Linked DNA regions of Sus scrofa: region 1 is linked to region 2. A link is a contact called in public Hi-C data. All regions are on one chromosome and are shown on one strand. The core of a region is the stretch at or near the end of the contact, and the rest is flanking DNA. Distances in the headings are between cores, read along the strand shown. Region 1 holds the start of DNAAF2 (protein kintoun). Region 2 holds the start of MEGF11 (multiple epidermal growth factor-like domains protein 11).

Region 1 (7,621 bases), core at 1,811-4,310, about 15 Mb before region 2:
CGAATCTGCCTAGGAACCATGAGGTTGCAGGTTCGATCCATGGCCTCACTCAGTGGGTTAAGGACCTGGTGTTGCCATGAGCTGTGGTGTAGGTTGCAGACGTGGCTCAGATCTGATGTTGCTGTGCTGTGGTATAGGCTGGCAGCTGTAGCTCCGATTGGACCCCTAGCCTGGGTACCTCTATATGCCATGAGTGCAGCCCTAAAAAGCAAAAACAAAACAAAACAAAACACCTGCACATGGATGTTTTATAACAGTTCTACTTACAACTGCCAAAAATTGGAAGTAACCAAGATGTTCCTCAATTGATGAATGGATAGATATACTTGGTACATCCAGACAAGGGAATATTATTCAGTGCTAAAGTGAAATAAACTATCAAGATGTGGAGGAACCTCAAATGCCTATTACCAAATGAAAGAAGCCAATATGTGAAGGTACATACTATATGATTCCAACTATATGACTTTCCGGAAAAGGCAAAACTATGGAGATAATAGAAAGATCAGAGTTTGCTGGTGGGAGTGGTGGGGGCGATGAATTGAAGGAACACAAAGGATTTTTAGTGCAGTGAAAATACTCTATGATACTACAGTGATGGACAGATGTTATTCCACATTTGTCCACACCCACAGACTGTATAATACCAAGAGTGGATCCTAAGGTTTACTGTGGACTTTGGATGATAGCATGTATCAATATGGGTTTATCCTTGGTAACAAATGTACTTCTCTAGAATGGGATGTTGCTAACAGGGGAGTCTGTGCATGTGTGGAGGCAGGGGGGATATGGGAAAGCTCTGTACCTTTCCTCTCAGTTGTACTGCAAACCCAAAACTGCTCTAAAGCCAAACAAAAAAAAGTCTTTTAAAAAAACTGACAGACAAGGGACCCCAAACTATGGACCCTGGTTCCAGCACAAGCTGGAAAAGGGACAGGTCCACCACTGCTCTGGCCATCATGAGCTCAGGTGTTGAGTGCCATGGCAACAAAGGTGAAACAGCCTGGAGGCTCAGTGAAGGTCAGGAGAGAAACAGCTTAGCCAGATGTGCTATCATATCCACTGAACCACAGAAATGGAAGGAAAGAATGCACACAGTTGGTTGTGCACAGGTATTGCCAGTCCTCTTTCCAGACAGCATAGGTCTGCACTGGAAGGTACCCAAACCACGTGACTTGCTTTGGCCAGTGAAATGTCAGCAGGTTTTAAAGAGCCTGTGCACAATTTTCTCTTTTTCCTGGGCCCCAGCAATGTCAGCATTTGGGAGGGTATGAGGCCCTGGATTGTGAGCCCCATTTGTCTGCAGGTGTGATGATGTGGAGGTCAAGGGACAAGGGACATTCAGCGGGAGCAAGAAATAAACTCTTGCTGTTTAAAGCCACTGATAATTTAGTCATTCTCGCAGCAGAGTTTCTTTGCCTGCCTTCTTGCATCTGTCACAAGCATCCTATCTTAATAAACCTATTTCTTGTCCCCCCCCCAAATAAATAAATAATAGAATCATTCTTACAACCCAACCTAACTTCTCCTGACTCTTGTAGGAAGGGACTGCTGAAGTGGGACAGCACAAAAGGAGTGAGACAGTCACAGCAGTGGCATTTCCTCAGAAATCATAACTCAAATTTATAGGATGCATACTCTTAATGGAGAGCTGCAAGTAGCCCACAGATATGCTTTGTTTGGCCAGGATGTTATTTGTTTATAAAGGTTTAAATCTGGGAGGGTGTGCATGTGTGTGATTGACTTCCTCTTAGTTATAGTCCCCCCTACTTCCTATTACTTACAGCAGCCTCACTTGACTTAGGTACTTGCCTACATAAGCCTTAAAGGTATTTGGGTCTGCAAACCTGGCAGTCCACACAGCAAACCCACTGAGAGGACAGGTATTGCCACGTTCATCTAATAGACATAAAAACAGGGGTCCTGGGAGGTTCACAGGCTTCAACAATGACACAAGTCAATAGCAGAGTTCCAGCCTCAATCAAGATTCAGGGTGCAGGGCAGGCTGAGGATGGCCCACCTGGAGACAGCCGCCTTCTGCTACATGGCAGGTTAATCCGCTGATTGCATACTCCATTTTCTAGTTAGCCCACACACAGCCTGAGTTTATCATCAAGCAAACTCCCCTTTTGTTTTTAACAGGACAATCACACCACCTTGAGAAGCCATGAACCAAAGCACGCAGTCTCAATAAACAGCTTGCCTTTTAAATCCATAAGCTACAAACAAATCTGCATTCTTTCAGAGAAGCCTTGCAGGTCTTCTTCTCTTTAAGTCTGAACTTTCTCATGACAAAGATAGTCAAGTGGAGGAAATCAATAACTACAAAGAAATATCTCCAGGATATACTATTATAAGTGCAAAAAAACAAAGGGCAAAAGTGTATGTAGGGAATGATCCCATTTGTATAAATGGAAAAAAAAATAAATATGTTAAGAGTATGCACATACTAAAGGCTTTCCATATAGCTACTAAACTACTCTCTAGAAAGGTTTTACTAATACAATTCTCCTACTACCCCAAGGAAATATAGTGATTGCTAAAAAAAAAAAAAAAAAGCCATTGCCATTTTCAGTAACATGTGGTATTATATTTGCATTTTTATTATCAGTAAGGGCATATCTTTACTGAGCATCGATTATTTATGAATAGCCTGCCCATATCTCTTGCCCTAAGTGAGTTGTAAACAGGACAAACTGGTAAAATAGCTAGAAGACTGAAATATTGGTTTAGCGAAGTGAAAAGCAGATAAACTTAGGTTAGAATCACAGCTTGTGAATGCACCAACTCTATGATTATGGTCAGGTAACTTCTCAGGTCCCATCTGTGAAATGCGGATCCAGTGAACAGTGGATAACGTACATAATGCTGGAAATTATAACAATTATTAGGATGGTTATTCTGCAGCAGTAACTGCACTATGGCACAGGAATCTAAAAAAATGCGGAATGTTTGTTTGGAGAAACTAAGGCTATTTCTGGCATTTCCATCACTCTATTCCTGCCCCTCCCCCACAGCATTGGTGGTGTCGCTATAGCAACGAGCACGCGCTGCCCAAGGCTCAACAGTCTAGCGGTTTACTGGCCTCCGCGGCCTCTCTCTCCGCAGAAGAGCGACAACACTGATCGTCCCACCCACTCCGTCTCGGATCGATCTCCCCTGACCACTGGGAAGGAGCGGAGGGGCAGCATGGCCAAGGCAGCCTCTTCGCCGTTGGAGGACTTGGACCTGAGCGGAGAGGAAGTCCAGCGGCTCACCTCCGCTTTCCAGGACCCCAAGTTTCGGCGAATGTTCTCTGAGTATGCGGAGGAGCTCACGGACCCCGAGAACCGGCGGCGCTACGAGGAGGAGATTACCGCGCTGGAGCGTGAGCGCGGCGTGGAGGTGCGGTTTGTGCACCCGGAGCCGGGCCACGTGCTGCGCACCAGCCTGGATGGGGCCCGGCGCTGTTTCGTGAATGTATGCAGCAATGCCCTGGTGGGCGCGCCCAGCAGCCGGCCCAGCTCTGGGAGCGCGGCGTCCGGCAGCCAGTGGTCCCTGCCCTACAGTCTGGCGCCCGGCCGCGAGTACGCGGGGGGGCGCGGCATCCGCTACACAGTCTACGACGTGGTCTTCCACCCAGACGCACTCGCGCTGGCCCGGCGCCACGAGCGCTTCCGCCAGATGCTGGACGCCACGGCTTTGGAGGCCGTGGAGAAGCAGTTCGGCGTGAAGCTGGACCGCAGGAATGCCAAGACCCTGAAAATCAAGTACAAGGGGACCCCGGAGGCTGCCGTGCTGCGCACGCCCCTACCCGGGGGCGTCCCGGCCCGGCCCGAGGGGGAACCGGAGAGCCCGCTCCCTGATTTCCCCTACCCTTACCCGGGCCCTGTGGCCGCTGGGAGTGCCGCGATCCCCCGGCCCCAGGCGCCCTCCCCTCCCGAGGCGGTCCAGCAGCCCGCCCCCACAGAGCCTCGCTACAGCGTGGTGCAGCGCCACCACGTGGACCTCCAGGATTACCGCTGCTCTCGGGACTCAGCCCCCAGCACTGTGCCCCACGAGCTGGTCGTCACCATTGAGCTGCCGCTGTTGCGGTCGGCTGAGCAGGCAGCGCTGGAAGTGACTGGAAAGCTGCTGTGCCTCGACTCACGGAAACCCGACTACCAGCTGCGGCTCTCGCTTCCATACCGGGTGGACGACAGCCGCGGCAAGGCGCAGTTCAACAAGGCCCGGCGGCAGCTGGTAGTCACGCTTCCGGTAGCGGTGACAGTCTCGCTCCCGGAGCTCGCCGCGACCCCGGAAGAGGCCGCCGACCGGCCCGGAACTGATGGCGCGGCCTGCGCTTCCGCTCGCCAAGGGGAGGCGGGCCCAGCGGGGATTCGTGCAGGGGACGGAGGCTCGGATCCCGGCCGAGCTGGAGCTGCGGGCGCCGATATCCCTGCCCCGGAGGCCGTTGGGGGGAAGCTTGTCTCAGAACCAGAGGAGCTTGATTTCGGCGGGCAAGCAATATCAACAGCTCGCATTGGGGAGGAGCCGCTTCCCAGAGCAGGGAACTCACCTGAGGACGGTGGTGGAGGCGCTCCTTGGAAATCATCCGGGGACCTTGACGGGAGGTCTCCTACAGGGAGAGGGAGAGCGCGCCCAGCTCTTGGCGTCAAAGAGCACGTGGCCGGAGGAGGCACAGGCAGGGAGCCTGTTGATCGATCCATGGTTGGTCCCGGGACAGACCGCGGGGAACCCTTGTGTCCGCCTCTGCAATGTAATCAGGATGAAGAATCTCTGACTCTGCTCATTCAAGTGCCTTGCATCCAGCCTCAGAGTCTTCAAGGGGAAGTGACCCCCCTGTGGTACAGATTGTGCTTCTCCACCCAAGACTTAGTATATTATACCTTCTTTTTGCAATTTACTCCAGAGAATAAATTGAGTACCAAAGAACCAGTGGCTAGCATTTCTTCAAACAATGCAGTGATAGAACTGGCCAAATCTCCAGAGTGCCGTGGACTTTGGAGAGAGTGGTATTATGGTTTAAACAACGATTCTTTGGAGGTAACAGTTCTTTCTAGAGTCTTACTACTTGAAATATTCTCTCCCACTTTTAAATTTACAGGCATCCTTTCATTTCATCCTAAACAGAGAATTTGCCGTTGTAACTTCTTTCAAATGATGACTTGAAAATTGATACACCTGATCAATTGATACACTTGATCAAGATGTCAGTACGCGTTAACCGCATATTGAAAAAAAAGGAAAACAAACAAAAAAACCCACCGCAAACCTTAAGACATCCGGTCTTGGTTGTGGATGGGTTTCAGATCCTCAAAGATGAAGATATATATAGATTCTCAGGGATCCGTAGAACTCTAAAATTGTATACAAAAAGTTGAGGGTGCTTTCTTCCGGAGAGAAGGGCTGTAACTTTATAGTCAGAAACACAAATCTGAGTCATTCTATTGTGGCCATAGTTTTAGTTGGTAAATAGATTTTTCCAGCAATGAAAAATAAATAACAGTTCATTTCCGCAGAGCAAAAGTAACCCAGCCTGTGCCACACAGTTGTTTTATAGGAAAACGAACTCAGACCCGGGGTGAATCTAAATCCCTTCCCCTCTTGGCCATACGGTGATGCTTAATTTTGGTCACTGGTGTCGATGGGGTTGTCCTGTGGTGGGACTTAACCTTACACTGAAAGGACCTCTTTTTGCATCTGTTTTCATCGTTATTTCCCTACTAGTATTTGGCACAATGGCTGGCATTTAACAAAGTGTAATATAAACATTTTTGGGAACCAACATCAGCTCCATCTCTTTTGGGTGAAAATTGGGACTGTGCATTATCAAGTTTACCTAGGATATAATTTTGATGAATAATTCAATTTTTTGCTACTACACTTTTTAGATTACTGAAGATCTTGAATTTTAGATTCAGTACTCCAGTACTATTGGCAAATAAATATTGAAAAAAAAAACCTGCTTAAAATTTTAAGTTCTATAGGACTTTTTAAACTCATAAGTGAACAATTAATTGGTGATTTTGAGTGAGGCTTGGATCAATGTTACTTTTTTCTTTTTTCTTTTTTAGCTCTTTTAACCTATTCAAGGGTTAAATTCCCTAATTCCCAACACTAGTTGCACAGATTATATATTAAAAATTAAGTTTTGGGCCCTGGGCTTTAGCCTGCCATGAAGTTTCACTTCCTGTGTTTTTCTAGAAATATGCTAATAAGTTTAATATTTATTTTATGAGATGTATCTTCTGTGAGGTTAATTTGAAACCCTCCAAAAATGGTAAAATAAATAGCCAGGACTAGGTAAGATACTTTGTGAGAATATAAAATATAAAATTGACTGTTTATGTCATCAGAAGGGGGAAATTTAAGAAAGGACAGTTGTTTTCCTATAATTATTTTAATAAATGTGAAAATAACTCACAACATGGCAAAAGGCTTTTTGGAAAAACACTTGAGAGAACACTAGGGAATAGATTTTAATTTGATTTTCTAGTATGTGAACATTCTTTTAGTAAAGAAACTAGACCCAAACAAGATTAGGGCAATTATGTATTATATCTTTGAAGCCTGCAGTAGAGTTATAATTACTTCATTAATCATCACATTTGCTGAGGCTGATGATGGAACCATAATGTTCAATTTTTTTTTACATTTTACTAGACCAACTTTTAAGTACTAAAGTAAATTTTTTTTTTTTTTTTTTTTTTTTTTTGCCTTTTTAGGGCTGCACCCACGGTACATGGAGGTTCCCAGATTAGGGGTCCAGTGAGAGCTACAGCTGCTGGCCTGTGCCACAGCTACAGCAACGCAGGATCTGAGCGGCATCTGTGACCTACACCACAGCTAATAGCAACACTGGATCCTTAACCCACTGAGTGAGGTCAGAGATCGAATCTGTGTCCTCAAGTTTCCCCGAATCACGACGGGAACTCCTAAAGTAAAAAAAAAATTTTAAGTGTATTTTTTAATTTATTTTTATTTATTTATTTATTTAGGTCTTTTTAGGGCCACACCCGTGGCATATGTTAGGTAGGTCCCCAGGCTAGGGGTCGAATCAGAGCTACAGCTGCCGGCCTATGCCACAGCCACAGCAACATGGGACCCAAGCCGCTTCTGCGACCTACACCACAGGTCACAGCAACACTGGATCCTTAGCCCACTGAGCAAGGCCAGGGATCGAACCCATAACCTCATGGTTCCTAGTCGGGTTCGTTTCCACTCCTCCACGACAGGAACTCCGAAAGTAAATTTTTTAAAAATCACAACGGTAGACATAATATATGATTATATTATTATATGTATTATATATCAAAATAATTATAAAGAGACTGATTTGTGGCTTTCAAGTTCTGAATTATAACTTTACACATAAACAAGTACAAAATATATCTCTATAAGCCTTAAATAGTCACTGGGAATTTTCCTAGAGCTTTAGAACTGCTAAATTCTTACCTTTTATTGTAAAATCAGTATCTTTTATAGTAAAATCAATCATTAGGCAAGAAGGCAAGTATATGTAACTCCTTTGTGTTTTAATCATAACCACTTCCATTATAAATACTCTTCTCTGAATTAACTAAAGACTAAAATATTGGTGTATTTTTGGCAGTTAATGTGTAAGTCTTTTCCAGAGACC
Region 2 (6,999 bases), core at 4,128-6,627:
TTAACCACTAGGTCACCAGGGAACTCCCTTCTCCTGTTTTTAAGTGAGTGCAGGAGTTGTATTATATGCACATGAAGGCATTTTGGGTTGTACTGGTGTGTATGTAGGTGTGTTGGGTTGTTATCTCCTAGAAATTTGTGTCCTGAGCAGGATTGTTGTGTGTGGGTATATTTGAAGATGTGCTGGGTGTACTGTGTTAGTGTGTATTATGTGTGCAGATATAACACTGCTGAGTTGCCTTAGATCCTGCCTGCTCCTCAGTTTCTTCGTCCCTTGCTAGGAAACAGGGATCCCACAGTCCTTTCTAATTCTTTGCAAGTATCCAACGGCTGCTTTTTCTCAGGGTCGTGAGAGTGTAGAGTTGGCCCTTCACTTGTCTTACTCTGTCCCAGTCCTGCAGTGAGACACTCTATGGCGCTGAGGACAGAGCTTTCAAAAGGCTTGAATTCAAAAAGATACATGCACCCCTATGTTCATTGCAGCACTATTCACAATAGCCAAGACATAGAAACAGCCTAATTGTCCATCAACAGAGGAATGGATTAAGAAGATGGTACATATATACAATAGAATACTACTCAGCCATAAAAAAGAATGAAATAATGCCATTTGTAGCAACATGGATGCGACTAAAGATTATTATACTAAGTGAAAGAAGTCAGAAAGAGAAAGACAAATACCATATAATATCACTTATACGTGGAATATAAAATATGGCACAAATGGACCTATCTACAAAATAGAAACAGACCCAGACATGGAGAACAGACTTGTGGTTGTCATGGGGGAGGGGGAGGGAGTGGGATGGACTGGGCGTTTGGGGTTAGTAGAGGCAAACTATTACATTTAGAATGGATAGACAATAGGAGTTCCCGTCGTGGCACAGCGGTTAATGAATCTGACTAGGAACCATGAGGTTGCAGGTTTGATCCCTGGCCTTGCTCAGTGGGTTAAGGATCCGACGTTGCCGTGAGCTGTGGTGTAGGTTGCAGACGTGGCTCGGATCCTGAGTTGCTGTGGCTCTGGCATAGGCCAGTGACTACAGCTTCAACTGGACCCCTAGCCTGGGAACCTCCATATGCCATGGGAGCGGCCCAAGAAATGGCAAAAAGACAAAAAAAAAAAAAAAAAAGAAAAAAGAATGGATAGACAATAAATCTTACTGTATAGCACAGGGAATTATATCTAATCTGGGATAGAACATGATGGAAAATTATATGTGTGTGTGACTGTGTGTGTATGACTGTGCATCAGCAATTGTGACAACATTGTAAATCAAATATACTTTAATGAAAATATTTTTTAATAAAAAAAGAAGAAACAGCTTGAGTTCAAATTTGGGTTGTCACTTTCTAGCTACATGGCCTTGGGTAAGTTACTCTACTAGAACTTCAGTTTCCCCTTTTGGAAAGGGGATAATAATGCCTGCTAGATAGCATTTTTGAGAGTTTTAAATGAGACCATATATAGGCATTATTAGTAAATTCTAGGAGTTTCTATTGTGGTACAGTGGAAACAAATTCGACGAGGAACCATGAGGTTTTGGGTTCGATCTCTGGCCTCCCTCAGTGGGCTAAGGATCCGGTGTTGCCATGGGCTGTGGTGTAGGTCACAGACATGGCTCAGATCTGATGTTGCTGTGGCTGTGGTGTAGGCCAGCAGCTGTAGCTCTGATTTGACCCCTAGCCTGGGAACCTCCATGTGCCGCGAGAGAGTCCCTAAAAAGACCAAAAAAAAAAAAAAAAAAAAAAAAAAAAAAATTCTAGAGTTCCTGTTGTGGCTCAGTGTGTTAAGAATCTGACTAGTATCCATGAGGATGCAGGTTTGATGCCTGGCCTCACTCGGTGGGTTAAGTATCTGGCATTGTGGCGAGCTGCAGTGTAGGCTGCAGACATGGCTTGAATCTGGCACTGCTGTGGCTGTGGTGTGGGTGGGGAGCTGCAGCTCCTATTCGACCCCTAGCCTGGGAACATATGCTGCAGGTGCCCCCCTTTAAAAAAAAAATCCTAATTTTTTTTTTTTTTTTGCTTTTTGGGGCTGTACCCGAGGCATACAAAGGTCCTAGGCTAGGGGTCGAATCAGACACGTAGCTGCTGGCCGACACCACAGGTACAGCAACACCGGATCCTTAACCCAATGAGTGAGGCCAGGGATCGAACACACAACCTCACGGTTCCTAGTCAGGTTTGTCTCCGCTGCACTACGATGGGAACTCCAAAAAATTCTAAATATTTTACTTAATCTTTTTTGTAAAACAAGACCCCATGCAAGGTTTTGTAATAGATATGAAAGTAAATAAGGCCCTAAATACCTTAGAGTCTGGTGGGAAAGTAGACATTTTCTCTTGATGAGTTTAAAGATCCTACAATATTTCTACCATTCAGATTCCAGCCATTCCCGGTAGGTGTTGGATGTTCCTCCCTGGGTCTTTGAGCCAGACTTCTGCAGGAAGAGGGACAGGAAAAGGGGATCCCTCAGCCAGGAAAAGAGGACAAGGGAAGGAAAACAAAGGGAATTTCCTGCACACCCGAGCGAGGGAAAGGTGTGGACCCGCATGGTCTGAGCCTGGACATTCTGCCCCGCAGACCAGCATTCAGACAATAAGCTTCTTAGAAGGATGAGGTCCTCCTACCCACCTCCTCACCTCCCGCTTCTATCCAGGCTGAAGTGTGTGGAGGTGGAACTGGGCTTCAGATGCCCTCATTTCTGCTGAGACACAACAGGAACTCCAAGGCTTATCGTTTAGAAGAGTGGACTTTTGTCTCAGATTGTGCCTTTGGATGAGTAGCCTGATCCTAGATGTTGTCATAACTTCCAAAATAAACTTGTTGCCGTTGGGTCGAACATTATACAGCAGTAGGATGTGCAAAGCAGTCTTTGGCATAAGTAGGCTCTCAGGGACTGGCTAACGAATGATGAATGGTGGGTTCCAACGTGACCCGGAGCTGCCCCTCTGAGATGTTTGCTAAAAGTGTTCCTGGCTCTGTTGGGACATGTGTCCTTGGAGGCCTGCCAGCTGAATAGAGAAGGTGCAGCTTAATAGATCAGCGTGGCTTTTTAGAGTATGGCAGAAAACCAGGCCATTCGCAGCTCAGTGTGGAGGGGGCCCAGCAAGCCTCAGCCATACAGTCCACAGCTGATTGTGAATGCAAGTGAGAGATGGAGAAGCATGTTGCGTCCCATGCATCTGCTTGCTGAGCAGGGTGGACTGCTTATCCAGGAGGAACTGCCCACCTCCCCAAACCTGTTGAAATTGAAGTTTGAGAAGATGGGATTTACAACTCATAATCCAAAAGGCAATGTGAAGATGAAGAAAGGATAGTCGAAAACCTACCTTGGGAGTTCCTGTCATGGCTCAGTGGTTAACGAACACGACTAACATCCATAAGGACATGGGTTCGATCCCTGGCCTCACTTAGTGGGTTAAGGATGCGGTGTTGCCGTGCACTGTGGTTTAGGTTGAAGACGAGCCTAGGATCTGGTGTGGCTGTGGCTGTGGTGTGGGCCAGCAGCTGCAGCTCCAATTGGACCCCTAGCCTGGGACCCTCCATGTGCCATGGGTGTGGCCCTAAAAGACCAAAAAAAAAAAAAAAACAAAAAACCAAAAACAAAAAAAACCCACAAACAAAACCTACGTTTATATGAGATGCTAACAGTTATCAAGTGCTACTATGTGCAATATTTGGTTTATTCCTCACAGGGCCCACAGCACTGTTATCATCCACATTTTACTGATAGGGAAACCGAAGTTAGAGAGGTTAAGTAGCTATCCAGTGTCACTGTCAGTCAGTTGCAAAGCAGGAATACAAACCCAGAAAGTTAGAACCCATTCTCTTAATCATCTCTGATGCCCACAACCTGCAGCCCCTCAGAGCTGGAGAAACCCCTAGAGGACATCCATTTCAGCCTCTAAATAGTCAGGTGGGGGAACAGAAGGCCAGAGAGGGGCAGTGATGGACCAAGGTGACATAGCTGGTTGGTGACAGCCCTAAGATTTGTCTGCATAACCTAGAAAGTGAGTACCTCCTTACATTTTGTGTCTTAGGTGTGTCTCATTGGCTTCAACCTAGTCCCAGCCCTGAGCAGAACTTGCCTGTCATACCCACAATGAAGTCCATTATTGAAGTTGACCTGAGTGGGCTAGGTGCTCAGACGCATGTACAGACATGCATTTCCCAAAGCCTCAGAATGAATCTGCTTTATTCACACAAAAATAGTATTCTCCCAGGGTGTGTTCAGCACCTTTTCCCACGTCTGGGCCTTCCTGCTCTTGCTGTTCAAGGAGAAAAGGAGACAAACCACACAAGCAAAGCACCCTGCTGCTACTCCATCCCTGATAAGCAGGAGTAGTTGATAAGTCCAGAAGTGCTTGGAGAAGAGTGGGGGTGGGAAGAAGGGGTTCCCTTGGACTATGGAGCCATGTCCTCCCCTTCTTTCTGGCTCAGACCCCTAGGAATGTTGTAGGGCAGTGATATGTCCTAAGGTGCTGTGGGAGGGAGAAGTCTTCCTCTTGGAGGCCCTAGGGACCTGGGGGATTGGGCCAGGCAGAGATGCTGGCAGTGGATGGGCATCTGGCACCTGCATTTCCGGGATCAGTGGAGGAGCCCTTCCCAAGCTGCCAGGAGCAGAGATGGTCTAGGCAGGCCTTGCCTGTGGAATAGACCTCAGCAAGGCAAGTCCCTGCTCTCTTCTCCCTGGGCCTCAGTTTCCTCCGTTTATTGGGCATGGCTCAGCAATGCAGGCCTAGGGCCCTGATATTCTGAGTTCTTGGCCTTCTTGCTGTCCCGCCACGCCCCACCCCTTCCCCATCCAGGTGTTTCTCAATCCCTCGTCTCTAGCCCTGGCCGGTCCCTCTCCATCCTTCCTTAGCCTGACACCAATACTGCTCAGGGCTCCCGTGGCCCCGGACTCCAGGGTGGGATCCTTTCGAGCTGGGAAGAGATGGTACGCAGGCCACTTTGACCCACCCGAGGGAGAAGGAGAGTAGGGATGAAAGCACAGGAAAAGGTGAAACGGAGGAGAAAATGGCAAAAAGAGGGAAAGGCTAGAGAGAGAAAAGAGGAAACGGAGAGAAACGAGCAAAAGAACAAAAAGGTGGGGGGTGGGTGGAGGGAGGCGAGAAGAGAGGCTAGGAAAGACTGAATCAGAGAAAAAAGAAACCAAAGGAAAGCTGGAGAGAGACACGAAACATAGGAAAAAGAGCAAGAGCGAGAGAGAGAGCAGGGACTGAAAGGACCGAAGAGAGAGAGAGGAAAAAAAAAAAAAAGGGTGGGGGGAGAAAGGAGGGAGGCAGCCTCGAGCAGGGAGGAGGGAGGCTGGGAGGGAAGGAGAGAGGGAGGGGCTGAGGGACGAAGGGGGTGGCGGCTGGCTCGGCAGCGGCGGCGGCGGCAGCAGCAGTCGCGGCTCCAGCCGCCCGCCGACTCGCTCACTCGCTCCCGGTGCGCGCCGCCCGCTGCCTAGCTCTGGGCTGCCCGCAGCTCCGGCTTCTGGCCCGACGCTCCGGCGCGTCTCGGGCTCCGGACAACAGGACCTCGACTGGCTGGCTGAGCCCGGGGCGAACCGCGAAGCAGGTAGGTGACTGGACAGGGACCGCGAGGCCTCGGAGCGCTGGGGGCACAGGGAGACGGGGGTTGGGGGTTCTGATACCGGGAAAGGGGCTTTGCATCCCCGCGACTAACTTTCCACCCGCTCCTTGGATCCCCGCAGTCCTGCCGAGGTCTGGACTGCGGAAGCCGAGTTGGGGGTGGGAGGAGGTGAGTGCGGGTAGAACGCCAGGGGTCCGGCAGGACGTGGGGGCCCCTTGGCGTGGGCAGGCGCGGGCTCTCTGGCCGCAGTCGGGACGCAGCGCCCGCGGCGGGGGAAGACCGGAGCGCAGCAGCGCGGCGCATTTGTCCCAGGGAGGGCGCCCGCCCGCCCGAGTCTGGAAACTCCCACCCCGAGCCGGCCCGGGCGCAGAGCCTGCGAGGCTCTGCCAGGTGCCCCGCGGTGCCTAGCGGTGCGCCTCGCTGCCGCCGAACCCCGGCCGGTGCCATGTGCACTTTTGCTTTTTGGAGGCGCGAAACGAAACGTATATCCCCTTCCTTTCTTTCTCATCCGGTCTTCCCCACTCTCTTGGGGAAGTCTGGGGCGCCGGCCACTTGGGTCTACTTCTCGGATGTTCCTCCTTCACCCCCGGAGCGACCTCAGCTCCCGAAGTTAAGAGATGCGAGTCACTCCCAGTGCGCACCTGGAGCGCGGTCCCGAAGTTCCAAACTTCTCACCCAGCCTTGGGTGGTGGTATTGGAGGTGGGGTGGGTGGTGGTTGTGGCCCCTTAAAGCCGAAGAGCGCAGCCACCTTCCTCTTGGATTTGGTTTATTTTCCTAATTGTTAGAAAAAATACGACTAAAAATAAGGAAAATCGTCTCTCGCGGGGATCGAGGTCCATGAGTGGGACGAAACCGTCACCCGACCGGAACCTGGGAGCGCGGCACCTCGTCTTGACTATTGTCGGAACCCTGGAGCCCTGGCTTTTTCTCCCAGACCTGGACTCCGGGACTCCATCCTATCGTAGCCGCTTCTCGGGATCCGTCCCCGCTAGCCTGCGCTGCGAGGCTGGTCTGACTTCTCTAATGTTGTCGTGTTCTTTAGAAAAATATTCCAAAGAGGCTCAGCTACAGAATCTCCCGCTGTCCCTCCTACCACTCCCCCCGCCCCGGGAGCGCATAGAGCAGGGCCTTCATGCAGGTTAAAGGAGGCCTTTGGGTGGTTTGGGCTCCTGGCCATCTCAGCTCTCTCTCGCCAGGGTACTCGTGCCCAGGCATCAGCGCCTTTTCCGCGCTCTGCCGGGAAAGCACGGGTTAATACCCTGACCAGGTGACGGCGAGCCAAGGCTGGCCGAGGCTTTCGGAGCCTGCCGAGGGGCGCGTGTCCTTTAGCTCCCAGGGTCCGGGAGGCAGGATTCTCTACCCCGTGCAGCTTCCGCGGAGCTAGCGGGACCCCGGCTCCGCGGCCCTCTTTGT

Evidence for each region. A called contact is a pair of places that touch in the nucleus more often than the background predicts.
Region 1: a contact with region 2 is called in a Hi-C map of mesenteric adipose tissue, with 9 times the contacts expected there. The contact joins the promoter of DNAAF2 here to the promoter of MEGF11 in region 2. A contact is called at or near these places in 7 of 47 Hi-C or Micro-C datasets (fetal liver, liver, mesenteric adipose tissue and 4 more).

What each region holds. Positions count from the first base shown.
Region 1 is chr1:179,486,575-179,494,195 of Sscrofa11.1, reverse strand. It overlaps DNAAF2 (protein kintoun), which reads left to right and starts at 3,060. Exons shown (of 3, transcript XM_003121803.5): 1 at 3,060-5,025. The coding sequence starts at 3,190. LOC110262104 (a long non-coding RNA gene) reads right to left here and starts at 4,238. Exons shown (of 2, transcript XR_002346676.1): 1 at 4,000-4,238; 2 at 1,437-3,738.
Region 2 is chr1:164,273,801-164,280,799 of Sscrofa11.1, reverse strand. MEGF11 (multiple epidermal growth factor-like domains protein 11) reads left to right here and starts at 5,377. Exons shown (of 23, transcript XM_021100249.1): 1 at 5,377-5,570. It overlaps LOC110261939 (a long non-coding RNA gene), which reads right to left. Exons shown (of 3, transcript XR_002346345.1): 2 at 6,227-6,360; 3 at 5,523-5,607.